Linked DNA regions of Mus musculus: region 1 is linked to region 2. A link is a contact called in public HiChIP or PLAC-seq data. All regions are on one chromosome and are shown on one strand. The core of a region is the stretch at or near the end of the contact, and the rest is flanking DNA. Distances in the headings are between cores, read along the strand shown.

Region 1 (6,478 bases), core at 483-2,982, 280 kb before region 2:
AGTCTGTCTCTCGCTCTTCTCTGCCCCTATAAGGAGCCTCCTCACCGCCCCCCCCCCCCAAATCTGGAATTGCTGCCAGACTGTAGCTTTTAATTTAATAAAAATAAAGTGAAATATGCAACTCTATGCCACACCCGTCTTCTGTTCCTCGGACAGGGTGGGGGTGGGGTGTGGACCCGCTGAGGAGATGGGGTAATGGGGATTCCTTGCATGCCTGAATGGACCCTTTCTCTTCCTAGGAGTCACTCTCCTCTGGCAGAGCTAACGCTGGGCGTTGCAATAACCCTGCAAAGCCCTAGGCCACACTTGGATTGATGGAATCAGGATTAAGAGGGGTTTGTTTGTGGTTCAGCTACGTTTGTGGAGAAGGGAACAACCCTACCCCTTTTGAGAAGTTTGGCTGCGGTGGGAGCCGGGGCGGAGCCGGGCAGGGGGGCGGATTCGGCAGTAGCAACTCCCCGGACGCACGCAGGCCTCAGAGCCCCCCAGCTTCCGTGGCCCCTCGGCCCTGAAACTTGAAGCAGGGTAGGGGTCCAGCATGAAGCCCCCGGACCGCCCCACCCCTGGCCGCACTGACCGGATACTGGGGGTCATGGGTGGCATGCTGCGCGCATGCGCCGTACCCGGGCAGGAGGGGGTAAGGAGGAGGGACCGCGGGTGGGGTCGGGGGGGTCTTTAGAGGACTTTAGGAGAATTGCACTCCACGACTCAGTTTCCCCGCAAACAAAAGTTATATGGAGCAGTCGCAAGGATCCATAAATTCAGTTACGAGGGCCATATGCCAAGTTCTGGTTGACGCTTTCAGAGTAATGTGTATTTTGACAGGAGGGAGAGAAGAAGGGGGAGGTCGTGGCAGCCTAGGAAAGGGTCCTTACAGTGACTCTGTCTCGGCAGCCCCCGGAGAGAGATCCCTTAGGGCCTGGGAGTACCAAGACAGAGAGTGATTGTATCGAGGAGGATCAGACAGGGCAGCGCGAACCTGAGGTCCTCGCCTGGGCTCCGCAGCCCGGTAAGAAGCTGGGCTTGGGTGGGGCACAATTTGCCATCCTGCGCAAAGTGGTGACTTCAGATAGATTCTGTTCATATTAGCATAAAGGCTTGCGCCTAATTTGCATGGGACCATTAAATCGCAGACACCACGCTTCTCTTCTAGCCCGATGTGTGTCCTCACTTCGGCGGGTCCCGAGCCCCCGAAGGCGGAGTGGAGTGTCCCCGCGCCCCACCCCTGGCCCTGGGCCAGCCCAGGCGCCCGGACTTCGCCTTAATTGGTGATTAGTTTTAGCTGGAGTTCTGGGGCCTGGAGGAAAGATGGGTCGGGGGAGAGGGCGGCACCTGGGCTGTGTTCCCTACAAAGTGTTCCCCAGGCACACAAGCCCTACTCGGGGCATGGGGGTGAGGGGTGGCGGGGGAGACAGCCAGAACCTCAGAACCATTCACACACAACAAGGCCCCATCCTGCGAATTCTTCATCTTAGAGTCCAAGGGGCGAGCAAGGCAGACCCACCTCCAGCCTTCACGCCCACCCAACCCAGAGCCCCGCAGTTGCAGCTGGGATGCTAGAGGGAGCCCAGGCCTGGGAGGAGGGGCGGAGGTCTGGGGACCCGGACTGCAAGCGTGGAGGTGCCTGGGGGAGGGGGCTGGGGAAGCGCGGAGGGGCGGAGCCTGGCCGCAGAGGCCCCGCCCCACGGCAGCACCGTGGCCCGGCCTGTTATTCCGCTCGCCGCTCGGCCCGGACCCGCGCGGCTCCAGTGGCTCTGGGAATCGGCCCCCGCACCTCCCTGCCCGGGCCTAGAGCCACCCCTAAGCCGAGGCCGGAGACGGAGCTGGAGCGGCTGTCGCATCCCGGCCGGGCCTCCCCCATCACCCCTTCCTCTGGCTGGACATCTGGACCCTGGGCCCCGCACCGCCGGGGTTCCGGAAACCCTCCCCGCCCAACTCCGCGGCCCAGCCCCGCACGGCCCTCCCTCCAGACTCCCCTGCCTCGACTTCCGTCTACTCCTGGACCCCCGCCTCCCATCCTTTTTCTCCCCCCCTCTCCAAGCCTGGACCCCGGAGGGAGGGAGGGGGGTGTGCGCCCTGCGCCCGCCCCGCCCCGCCCCCCGTGATTCCCCCTGCATGGCCGGCCCGGGTGGGGGGTGCGGGGGGCCCCGGGCGCCATGCGGGGGGGTCACAAAGGGGGTCGCTGTGCCTGTCCCCGTGTGATTCGAAAAGTGCTGGCAAAATGCGGCTGCTGCTTCTCCCGGGGGGGACGTGGTGAGTGCGAGGTCTGAGGGGGCCAGCATTGAGCTTGAGCTGGGGTTAGGGCATCTGCTTACTCTAGCCCTAGGGCTTTAGGGCTGGAGCATGTACGGGTGTTTTCCAGAAAAAAAATGATTTAACAGAGAATATCTAAGGTCCTTTTCCACTTCTAGATTCCTGCTGATTCAAGTTGAGGAAGTTGAGGAAGGGTCAGAGGACCCATTTCTTTCCTTTAGTCAGCTAGCCAGGAGGGAAAATTCTCTGGTGATCGCCTGATGCCCAGAACCTTGTGTCTCAGATCACACTGGCTGAATATCTTCCGAAAAGGGAGCAGAGGAATGGTGGGCTGGGGGTGGGGCGAGGGGTATCTACCTACCTGTAAAGGGTTTTATAAGAACTCACATTGCAGCTCTTCCCAATTGCTGGCCAAAGATAGCCCCGCTGAGCTGTCCTCACTGCCCCCTGGGTTGGGTATGTGCATGCGCTGGAGAGGGGGGCTGTCCAAAACAATATATATAGTAATTACTGGAGTGGGAGGAGAGGGGCTGGAGGTGGCAGACAGCCTCGTTCTTTTGTTCTCACCCCTCTCCGGGAGAATGGTCTGTACCTATTGCAAGGGGGAGTGTTGTAGGGAAGCAGATGGCTACCCCCAGTTTCCAGTGTCTGCCCAGATGGCTGCCCCCACCCGCATATCTGTGCTATGCTCAGGATATGGGGAACCTTCACATGGAACTGGAGGAGCACGGGCCTGGGAGCTTACTGTCCCTCCTCCCCAGAGTGCCTTTGCAAAGATTTCTATCCTGGCCAACCCAAAGGAGGGTGGCAAATGAGGGGACCCTGGGAGACGGGCTGAACATCATGGAGAGGACAACATGGGGGTTCCCCTAGGACTCCCGAGGTGGGGGGCAGAGTCCATCCACTCATGTCGTTTTCCTCCCATCAGAATCCTATTCTATTGCCGTCAGTGAGGGGAGCATGTCAGCGTCTGCTGTCTCGGGGCTGGCTGCCCTGTCTGGCCCCAGCTCTGGCCTCAGCTCTGATCCGTGTTCTCCGATTCCCCCTGGACCAGTAACTGGCCTGAGGAGATGGTTGGATCATTCCAAACATTGTCTCAGTGTGGAAACTGAGGCAGAGAGTGGTCAGACCGGACAATGTGAGGTGAGCAGGGAGTCCCACAGAAGAAGGACCCTGGGAAAGAGTGCAGGTTGGGGTCACTGGCCCTTGGGGAACCCATCTACTGTTGACCACCTCAGTCACTGGCTCTGTCTGCCCTTGATCTCTCTCTGTCCAGAACTGGACGCTGGAGCCAACTTTAACCACAGGACAAGAGCTGCCCGAACTGACCTTACTGACTACATTGCTGGAGGGTCCTGGAGACAAGGCACAGGTGAAGAAATAGAACTGGGCGTGTGACAGGCACCTGTTTAGGCCAGCCTCAGCTACAGATCAAGTCCCATGCTCTCTTGTGCTGTATGAAATCACGTTTCAAAATCAATCAGTGAGGGACCAGAGGCATGGCTCAGTGGCTAAGGATACTGCCCACTCTTCCAGAGGGCCCAACCTCAGTTCTTAGCATCCATGTCACATGATTCACAACTACCAGTATCTCCAGCTCTAAACCACCAGCACCCTCTTCTGGTCTCTGTGGGTATCTACACATGGCCCCCCATAATGTAAAAATGGTAATAATCATCATAATCATAATAATAAATTTCAATCCCAGCACTCCAGAGGCAGAGGCAGGAGGATGTCTGTAGGTTCAAGGTCAGCAAGTTCCAGGACAGCCAGAACTACATAGACTCTATCTATGTAGATGATGTACCTATGTAGACCCTACAAACAAGTCCTTTTTTTTTTAATTTTTTATTTTGTTTCGAGACAGGGTTTCTCTGTGTAGCCCTGGCTGTTCTGGAACTCACTCTGTAGACCAGGCTGGCCTCGAACTCAGAAATCCACCTGCTCTCTGCCTCCCAAGTGCTGGGATTAAAGGCCTGCCCCACCACAACCCGGCTACAAACAGGTCTTAAAACCATCAAAAGAATAGATCTGAGAAGGTTCTTAGTGAAAGGTATTCAATCCTCTGTTTGTCCACTTCCTACCTTCCAGCCAGCTGAAGAGGAAACTTTGTCCCAAGCTCCCAAGAATGAGGAAGAGCAGAAGAAGATGGCTCTGGAAAGGAGTATGTAAGTTCACAGGGCACTTCGGTTGAACTTCCCCAAGATCCCTCACATTTTACTGCCCTCTGAGAGGGCTGTGGTGATGTTCTTTTAGTGCAAGAAGAACAGGCTAAACTAAGGATGTAGCCACACTCTAAAGTGAAGGCATGCTGTGCTCTCTAGGTTTGTCCTGGGTGAGCTGGTGGAAACAGAAAGAACATATGTGGACGACTTGGGACAGATCGTAGAGGTAGTTCTCGCTTCTCCTCCCGAGCCGTGGCCCACTGACCCTTTCCCTCTGCCTGGGGATATTTTTCAGATAGGTCGCTCCCTCTGGTCACTTTACAGATTCCCTCTACTTCTGGACTTTGTGCAGGGCCGACCTGAGGCTGAGCTTACGTAATCATAGTCCCATCTCGTCCTTCCCACAGGGTTACATGGCTACCATGGCTACTCAGGGGGTACCTGAGAGTCTCCGAGGTCGTGACAGGATTGTGTTTGGGAACATTCAGCAGATCTATGAGTGGCACCGAGAGTGAGTGATGGAGCCCTGAGCCAGGCGCAGGGGAAGAGCGCTCTCTGGTAGTCTATCCTAGACTCCGTATTGGAACCATGGGTCCGATGTGATTCAAGGAGCCACTGGGGTTTTGTAGGGAGAGCGACTAGGGCGTGTAGCTGAAAGTCTGGGACGTTTGGAGGTGAGCGCTCTGAGGAGTGTGTGAGGTGCTTCTCTCCCTCTCACAACTCTTCCAGCTACTTCCTGCAGGAGCTGCAGCAGTGTTTGAAAGATCCCGATTGGTTGGCTCAGCTGTTCATCAAACATGTGAGGCTGGGCCTTAACAGGGGAAGAAGGGCTTGGGGTGAGTCTGGGTTCTGTGGAGATGGGCTCTCTTTTGTCACCACCCACCCCCACTTTCTTCAACGTGATCCCTGCTAGGAGCGCCGACTGCATATGTATGTGGTGTACTGCCAGAATAAACCCAAGTCAGAGCATGTGCTGTCAGAGTTTGGGGACAGCTACTTTGAGGTCAGTGGCTGAGGTGCCTTGGGGGAAAGAAGAACAGGATCAGCGTGAATAGACTTTTCAGGCTACATGACTGCCCTGTCCCTGTCCCTGTCCCTGTCCCCAGGAGCTGAGGCAGCAGCTGGGACACCGACTGCAGCTCAATGACCTCCTCATTAAACCAGTGCAGCGAATCATGAAATACCAGTTGCTGCTGAAGGTCAGGACCACCTTAGTCCCTGGGGACATGGCTGGGGACAGGACCACCCTTCTCCATGGGGGCAAAACTACCCTTGTCTCTGGGGGGCAGAGCTGGGAACAGGATCACCCTTCTCCCTGGGGATACAGCTGGCTGGGGACGGGCTCTACAGAGCTTTCTTCTTTATGTTATAGGATTTTCTAAAGTATTACAGAAGAGCTGGGAAGGATACTGAAGAGCTGGAGGTGAGGTCCCCAGGACACTGTATCTGCCTCATCCTCTTCATCTTGTGGGTACCACAGTCTCAGGGTGGTTCAGGGATGTCTGCTTTCAGGGAGAGGCCCCCGGGGTGGGGATTCTTGGAGAGGCTCTCTCAAAAGGAGCTTCCCTGCCAGTAACGAATCTGTCCAATGACGCCTCTCTTCACCTGTGTCCCAGCAAGCTGTGGAGGTCATGTGTTTCGTACCTAAGCGATGCAATGATATGATGTCCCTGGGGAGACTTCGGGGATTTGAGGTACGGGAATGGGGCGGGGCAGAGCAGTGAACTGCGCTTGAGCTCAGGTCTTAGTAGTCTGGATCCTTATGAGGAATTACCTCCTTGGGCGTGTTGGCGTGGGGGAGGGGAGAGAAGCTGATGATTCTCTTTTCAAACTCTTGTTGCGCCTTCTCAGAGGCCATGTCCTTCGGTTCCAGGGAAAACTGACTGCTCAGGGGAAGCTCTTGGGCCAGGACACATTCTTGGTTACAGAGCCTGAAGCTGGGGGTCTGCTTTCTTCCCGGGGTCGGGAGAGGCGTGTCTTCCTGTTCGAGCAAATCATCATCTTCAGTGAGGCCCTGGGAGGAGGAGGCCGAGGTGGCGCGCAGCCTGGCTACGTGTACA
Region 2 (7,011 bases), core at 4,253-6,752:
GTGATGCCAGAGCCATAGCATGCCTGCCAAGGAAAGCTGCTCTAACAGGGAGTGGAACCAGCCCAGGAGATAGAAGTGTGCTGCAGTCAACAGAGCTGACAGGAGATCTGAAGATAGCCATGCCATCCGACATGGAGACGCAGAGTTTACAGTTTGTCTGCTGGTTTTCAGTCCAGCATTTCCTCACTGTTCTCTCTCCCTACGGGTTGGAATGGTGATGCACATCCTCTGTAGGCTTGATGGACACGATCTGCTCTTTCATTTTGATTTTACAGGGGATTACAGTTAAGAGATTGCCATCTCTAAAGGGACTAAATTTTGGACTTTTAAACAGTGTTGAGAATGTGATATACTATGGGGACTTTTGAAGTTGGACTGAACATATTTTTGTATAATGATATGGCTACAAGACTATGGGGGCTAGGGAGAGGACTGTGGTGTTTTGAATAGGAGTGTCCCCCCATGGGCTCATATATTTGAATACTTGGTCACTACGAAGTGGCACTACTTGATAGGGATTAGGAGGTGTGGCCTTGTTGGAGTAGGTGTGGCTTTATTGAAGAAAGTGTGACCTTGTTGGAAGAAGTGTGTCACTGGCGATGGCTTTGGGGTTTCAAACGCTCTAGCTAGTCCCAGTGTCTCTCTCTTCCTACTGCCTGTGGATATGGATGTAGAACTCTCAGCTACCTCTTCCTGCCATGATGACAGTGGACTAAACCTCTGAAACTGTAAACCAGCCCCAATGAAAATTTTCTTTTATACAAGTTGCCATGGTCATTGTGTTTATTCATAGAAGTAGAACATTGACTAGGACACTGGCCTTGGAGGCCCTCTTAAGAGCCAGGGTGAACTTTAGGAGGTGGGAGAGGAAGATATGGGTGAACTGCCCTTGAGGCTGGTCCCACAGTTAGGTCTTCTTCTGCCTGGAGGTCTCGGGGTCGTTCAGAGCATAGTGAAGGTGATCCCATGTGCTGAGCAGGTTCCCTCAATAGCCTCAAAGCTTGAGGTTTGATATGCATTGTGACGGTCAGTGGTATTGTCAACTTGGAAGAATCTAGAATCTTCTGGGGTGGGGCTTTGGGGATTTTCTTAGTTACTGTTCTGTTGTGGTGAAGAGACACCATGACCAAGGCCATTTATGGGAGTTTATGGGAGCTTAGAGTCTATGACCATCATGGCAGGGGGCGTGACAGCAGTAAATGAGAACTCATAGCCTTATCCATAAGCAGCAAGCATGAGGGGGAGGGGAGGGGGAGGGGAGAGAGGGAGAGAGGGAGAGTGGGAGAGAGGGAGAGAGGGGGAGGGGGAGAGGGAGAGGGGGAAGGGGAGGAGGAGTGGAGGTGGAGGGGGAGGGGGAGAGAGGGAGAGAGGGAGAGAGGGAGAGAGGTGTAGGTGGAGGGAGGAGAGGGAGAGGGAGAAGGGGAGGGGGAAAGGGAGAGGGAGAAGGGGAGGGGGAGAGAGGGAGAGAGGGAGAGAGGTGGAGGGGGAGGGAGAGGGGAGGGGGAGAGAGAGAGAGGAGAGGGAGGGCACTTACTAGGAATGGCATGGACTTTTGAAACTTCAAAACCCACTCTAGGTGACACACCTTCTTCAACAAGGCCACACCTCCTAATCCTTCTCTGACAGCTCCACTAATTGGGGACCATATATTCAAATATATGAGCCTATGGGGGCTATTCTCACTCAAACCAGCACAGGCATGCTTGTGAAGGGGGGGGATCATATTTGTTATGAGATTATATCTATTAACTGTGGGCAGGGCCAGTTCATGAACCGGGTGCTAGGCTGCATGAAAGGAGAGGGGGAGCTGAGCACAGGGACTCTTTGCTCTCAGGTTCCTGACTAGGGATCCTGTGCTGCCAGCCCTCTTCAGCTCCTGCCACTGAAACTCCCTGCAGTGATGGACTGTAACCTAAACAGGGTACGCCCCTTTACCCTAAATCGCTCTTGTCAGAGATGTTACCATGGCAATGGGAAGAAGTGTGCTGAATCAGACCTGAGAAACACCTGCTGCCTGCTGTCTGACTGATTATATATAGTTTCCTTGTTTCCTGGTGTCACAGTTTCTAAGAGTGAAAAAAGTTATTTTCTTACCACATGAAGATTTGTGGGTAAAACAAAGACACATTTTGCAGGGAAGATAAACATGTAACAACAGTCATTCTGAAGCAGTGGCATCCTCTAAGTGACACACACACACACACACACACACACACACACACACACACATACACACACATACACACACATACACACACACATACACACACACATACACACACACACATACACACATACACATACACACACACACACATACACACACACACATACACACACACATACACACACACACATACACACACACATACACACACACACACACACACACACACACACACACACACACACACACACACACACCTGAAGGATCCAGATCCACTTGATGTAAATTCCTGGACACAGATCGATTAAGATCCATCAACCCCACCTAAAGTTTGGGTAATGCAAACATTTTAGGATGTATAGACTGGAATAATGATTTTGGATATATTTAAGTCAGTGTAAACCCTACTTTTATTTCCTTGATGTAATTGTCCTTTTGGAGGCTTACTGCTGAATAAGCTCTTCCTGTCTAGCTCTTTCTGAACTCTGGCTGGCTGGTTCAACTCAGCTGTTTTGGCTCAAATTCCTCTCCAAGCTGACTGGTTCAATCTGGCTTCTCTTGGCTCAGGAGGTGTTTCCTAAGAGGGATGAAGAGAGCCTATTTATTATGTAACACTCATTAGGCTATAGGACTGAATATTGTAAAAAGAAAAAAAGAAAAACAAGAGGGATTTAAAGGCGAGGATAAGAAATATGTCTCCTCCTTCTCCTCTTCTTCCCTCCTTCTGTTTGTTTATTTATTTATTTATTTATTTATTTTTTAATACAAGGTTTCTCTGTGTAGCCCTGGCTGTCCTGGACTTGCTTTGTAGAGATCACAAAGATCTGCCTGCCTCTGCCACCTGAGTGCTGAGATTAAAGGCGTGTACCAACTACACCTTTAAGGCTTCCCATCTTTAAAGAAAAGACTTACACCTTTAATTCCTGGTCAGTTCATTTTCTAGTATTTGTATGATGCACTACCATGTATCATCAAGACCCAGCTTCGCTTGCCTCATCTCTATGTCTTCTCTTATTTCCCTAAATTCTGGTCCTTTATGCCCATACCCTTTCCTCACTAAATCCTAGAGAATTTTGAAATTTAACAGCTGAACAGGCTACACAAGAATAAATTTTCCCTTGGCCCACAAAACTCACCTCTTTCCCAAAATATTCTGGTGATTTTAGTATTTTAGTGGTGTGCGTGTTGTGTGAATGTTTGTGTGTGTGTATGTATGTATGTGTTGTATGTTTCTGTATGTGTGCTTGTGTATATATGTGTGTGTTGTGTATGTTTGTGTATGTATGTGTGTTGTGTGAATGTATGTATGTGTATGTGTGTGTTTGTGTATGTATGTGTGTTGTGTGAATGTGTGTGTGTATTGTTGTGTGTATATTGGACAGAGGTGTGTATATGTGTTTATTTTTGAGAAGAGGACTCTCACTGGTCTGGCAGTCTCAGCTTAGGTGAGGCTGGCTGGCCAGTGACCCCAGGGAGCCGCCTCCCTCTGTCTCCTCAGGGCCGGGATCACGAGAGCTCACCACCATGCCTGGCTTTAAAACATTTATTATATTTATTTTTAGTCTTATTTATGTTTATGGGCATATTTATTTATTTTAAATCCACAATATAAATCCATTCAACCATCCTTTCTTGCTCCCGGCTCTGAGTTCACACAATTTTTTCACAAAATATCCTTTGAATTAAGGACATCTGCAGCAGCCTGGAACATATTTTCTTCAGTACTTGGTTCTGAGTTCCTCCTACATCTGAGAATTTTCTCAGAAAATTCCAACAAAATTTTATTTCACATGTATGGGTATTTTGCCTGCATTTACATCTGCGTACCTTGCTCACGCCTGATGAGCAAGGTACGCAGATCAGGATGGCAGAGGAAGGAGGAGCCATCCCCTGGACCTGGAGTGATAGAGTAGCTGACTGCAGGGAACCTAGCCCTAGTCCTGTCAAAGGGCAGATGGAGATCTTGGCTACTGAATGTCTTTCTGGCAACCCTGTTGTTGCTGGTCTATCTGGAGACAGGGTCTCACTGTGTAGCCCTTGCTGGCCTAGAAACTTCCTGTGTAGACCTCGATGGCTTCAAACTCATAGAGATCCACTTGCCTCTGCCTCCTGAGTGCTGGGGCTGAAGACCAGCGCCACCTCACCTGGCCTATGAAGATGGTGATACAGGTGGTTATACGCCGCTTGATATGGGTGCTGGGATCTAACATGGGTCCTCTGGAAGAGCAGCAAGTGCTCTTAACCATAGCGCCATTTCTCCAGTCCTCAGGTTTTCATTCTTAACCAGCCAACTTCACTTTGGCATCCTTTTTCCCAAGGTCCTTTCTAATGTTAGTTTACAGACTTGATGGCACCTCATTTCCTGTGTAGCGATGAAGTGAGGTGGCTAGTCCACCCATTAACTACCTCTTTTTTTTTTTGGTACTTATTTATTTATCTTTTAACTTTCTATGGGTTCTTTCTTCTCTTGTATTTATTATGAGTCAGGGCCTTGCTTCTATAAATTGGAACAATTCCAATTTCTTTCTTTTGCTTGTTACTCTTCTCAGGCTACTGACATCTTTTTTCCTTTACGGTCAAACCTCTTGGAAAGAAATGTCTTCATGTGCTGCATTCAAACTCGGGACAATCAGATTTACACTGGGGCCTCAATATCTTTTTGTCTCGGAGATTTTAATATCAGAGTTATAGTTACAACATTCACATACATATATGAAAGGAGCAAGATTAGTTTCCTGAAATCAGCTAGACAATGCAAAAATGTTACTATAGACGGGGGGGGGGGGAAAAAAACCATGATAGGTAATTTTACTCTGCCTCTGGGTAACTGGATAGCTAACGATTTTTTTTTTAACTTGCACAGTTGAAAAAAGAATACTTTACATTAGAACACAGTGGTCTGTAACTTAAAAAAAAATCCTCAATTTATATTTTTAAAAAGGAGGCAGAGACAGCGAGAAGCTACCAGCAGAAGGGAAGTTCTCCGCCTTTCGGGCCCGCCTCCGGTTGCCTTGGTAACAGCTAAAGCGCCAGGTCAACTCTTCCCAAAATTCCGCGCGCCTGCCTACTTCCGGTACTAGGGCTCCTTCCGGAAGCGAGTATTGGCAGGCCGCTTGGTGGACAGCGTGTGGCACTTTTCCTGCGCAGCTTCGGGCGATTGGATTCGCTCCGAACCTTCGCAGTTATTAGCGAAATAAGGAAATGCTATGTTTTCCCCGAATTGTTGTTGACGCTGGATAAGTGGATCAGATGCTGGTTGCAAAACTACCGCAGGGCGCGTGGCTTGACTCCTGATCCCTGCGGTCTAGATCACAGTGTGTCCTCTTGACCAGAAAAATCCGGAACTGGGCTGTAGTGGTTGCTTAACGGTAGAGAGCTTGCCTAGCATGCGGGCCGCCCTTAGATCAGTATCTAGTGTTTTTTCCTCTTTTTGTTTTTGTTTTTCGAGACAAGGTTTCCCTGTATAGCCTTGGCTGTCCTGGAACTCACTTTGTAGACCAGGGTGGCCTAGAACTAAGAAATCCGCCTGCCTCTGCCTCCCGAGTGCTGGGATTAATTTTTCCTCTTAAGAATATTTTATGGGGGCTGGAGAGATGGTTCAGTGGTTAAGAGCAATGATTGTTCTTCCAGAGGTCCTGAGTTCAATTCTCAGCAACCACTTGGTGGCTCACAACCATCTGTAATGGGATCTGATGCCTTCTTCTGGGTGTGTGTCTACGATGTACTCGTATAAATAATAATAAATAATTAAAAAAAAGATTATGTGTAGGAATGCACAGTGCGTGCGTGCAGTGCTCGAATATGCCAGAAGGGGGCGTCATGTCTTCTGACCATGGACTTTTAGACTGTTGTGAGCCACATTTTGGTTCTGGGAATCGAATCTGTGACCTCTATAAAATCAGTAAGTGCTTGTATCCACTGAGCCATCTCTCTAGCCCGCCACTTAATATTAAGAAAAAAAAAAGTAAAAGTCCTGAATCAAACAATCAGACCATATTCCCCACTCCCTAAAATAGGATATGTGTGCTTGACAGTCAGCAGGGTCAAGTGAAGTTATGCATGTAGCATTGAAAGCCCATTTAGCCCCTTAAAGTTAATCTTTGTGATTATAAAGTATTGCACGGTGATTGTAGGACAGTAGGAAGTTTAGGAGCTAGGGAGATGGCCCAGTGGGCAGCGCGCTGAGGTGTCAGCGTGAGTACCTGAGCTTGGATCTGGAGGTCATATGTAAGGCTTCGGGCGGTAGTGTGGACATCTGAGGTCGTATTTCAACCCCACATATGTGCTGTGACACACTCACACTCAAGCCCTCAAGTATACACACACACACACACACACACACACACACACACACACGCATACCCCCACTGATATTTTGATATACTTCTATTTTTTTCTTCCTGTTCCTTTAGTAATGAGTATTGAAAAATGTTTTCTGGAATAATATTGCATTTTAGTTTTATCTCTTAGTTTGCATTTTTGCTTATCCGTGTAGTTGAGTAATATTTCAAGCAGAATCTCGACCTCTTTCTACGCGGTGTGCTGTCAGCTTGACACAGCTTGACACAGCTGAGAAGAGGGACTCAGGGACATGCCTCCATCAGATTGGCCCCGCCCACTGTGGGAGGTGCCACCTCTGGGAAGGTGGTCCTGGGTTGTATAAGAAAGCAGGCTGAGGTCTGGGTATGGTGGCACAGAACTCCAGAGGGAGAGGCAGGTGGATCTCTGTGACTTTGAGATCAGCTTGGTCTATATAGAGTTCTGGGTCAGCCTGGTTGAGATAGTGAGAACCTGCTTCAAAACAGAACAAAATAAGACAAAATAAGACAACAAGAGAAGTAGGT

The links. HiChIP or PLAC-seq counts read pairs in DNA pulled down with a chosen protein or histone mark.
Region 1: an HNF4G HiChIP or PLAC-seq map of pancreatic cancer cells shows a contact between it and region 2. The contact joins the promoter of Arhgef25 here to the enhancer-like site in region 2. A contact is called at or near these places in 1 of 39 promoter capture datasets (embryonic stem cells), 1 of 15 datasets of contacts at CTCF or cohesin (embryonic stem cells), 10 of 484 Hi-C or Micro-C datasets (B cells, the Ba/F3 cell line, the G1E-ER4 cell line and 4 more), 2 of 115 datasets of contacts at active chromatin or transcription factors (effector CD8 T cells and pancreatic cancer cells) and 1 of 9 other capture datasets (adipose tissue).

The regions. Positions count from the first base shown.
Region 1 is chr10:127,184,026-127,190,503 of GRCm38.p6, reverse strand. Arhgef25 (Rho guanine nucleotide exchange factor (GEF) 25) reads left to right here and starts at 1,732. Exons shown (of 15, transcript NM_001358557.1): 1 at 1,732-2,253; 2 at 3,182-3,396; 3 at 3,530-3,625; 4 at 4,345-4,421; 5 at 4,578-4,644; 6 at 4,826-4,929; 7 at 5,148-5,217; 8 at 5,332-5,421; 9 at 5,525-5,617; 10 at 5,791-5,841; 11 at 6,035-6,112; 12 at 6,292-6,478. The coding sequence starts at 2,157. It overlaps Dtx3 (deltex 3, E3 ubiquitin ligase), which reads left to right. Exons shown (of 6, transcript NM_030714.2): 6 at 1-126.
Region 2 is chr10:126,904,207-126,911,217 of GRCm38.p6, reverse strand. No RefSeq gene overlaps it. Among named protein-coding and RNA genes, the nearest start is that of Atp23, 6.3 kb to the right of the region's middle. Within about 2 kb of position 5,502, at least 363 of the 459 cell types and tissues checked have an H3K27ac peak or open chromatin away from gene starts, as enhancers often do. A contact at or near this core is called in B cells, the Ba/F3 cell line, the G1E-ER4 cell line and 6 more, where this site is marked.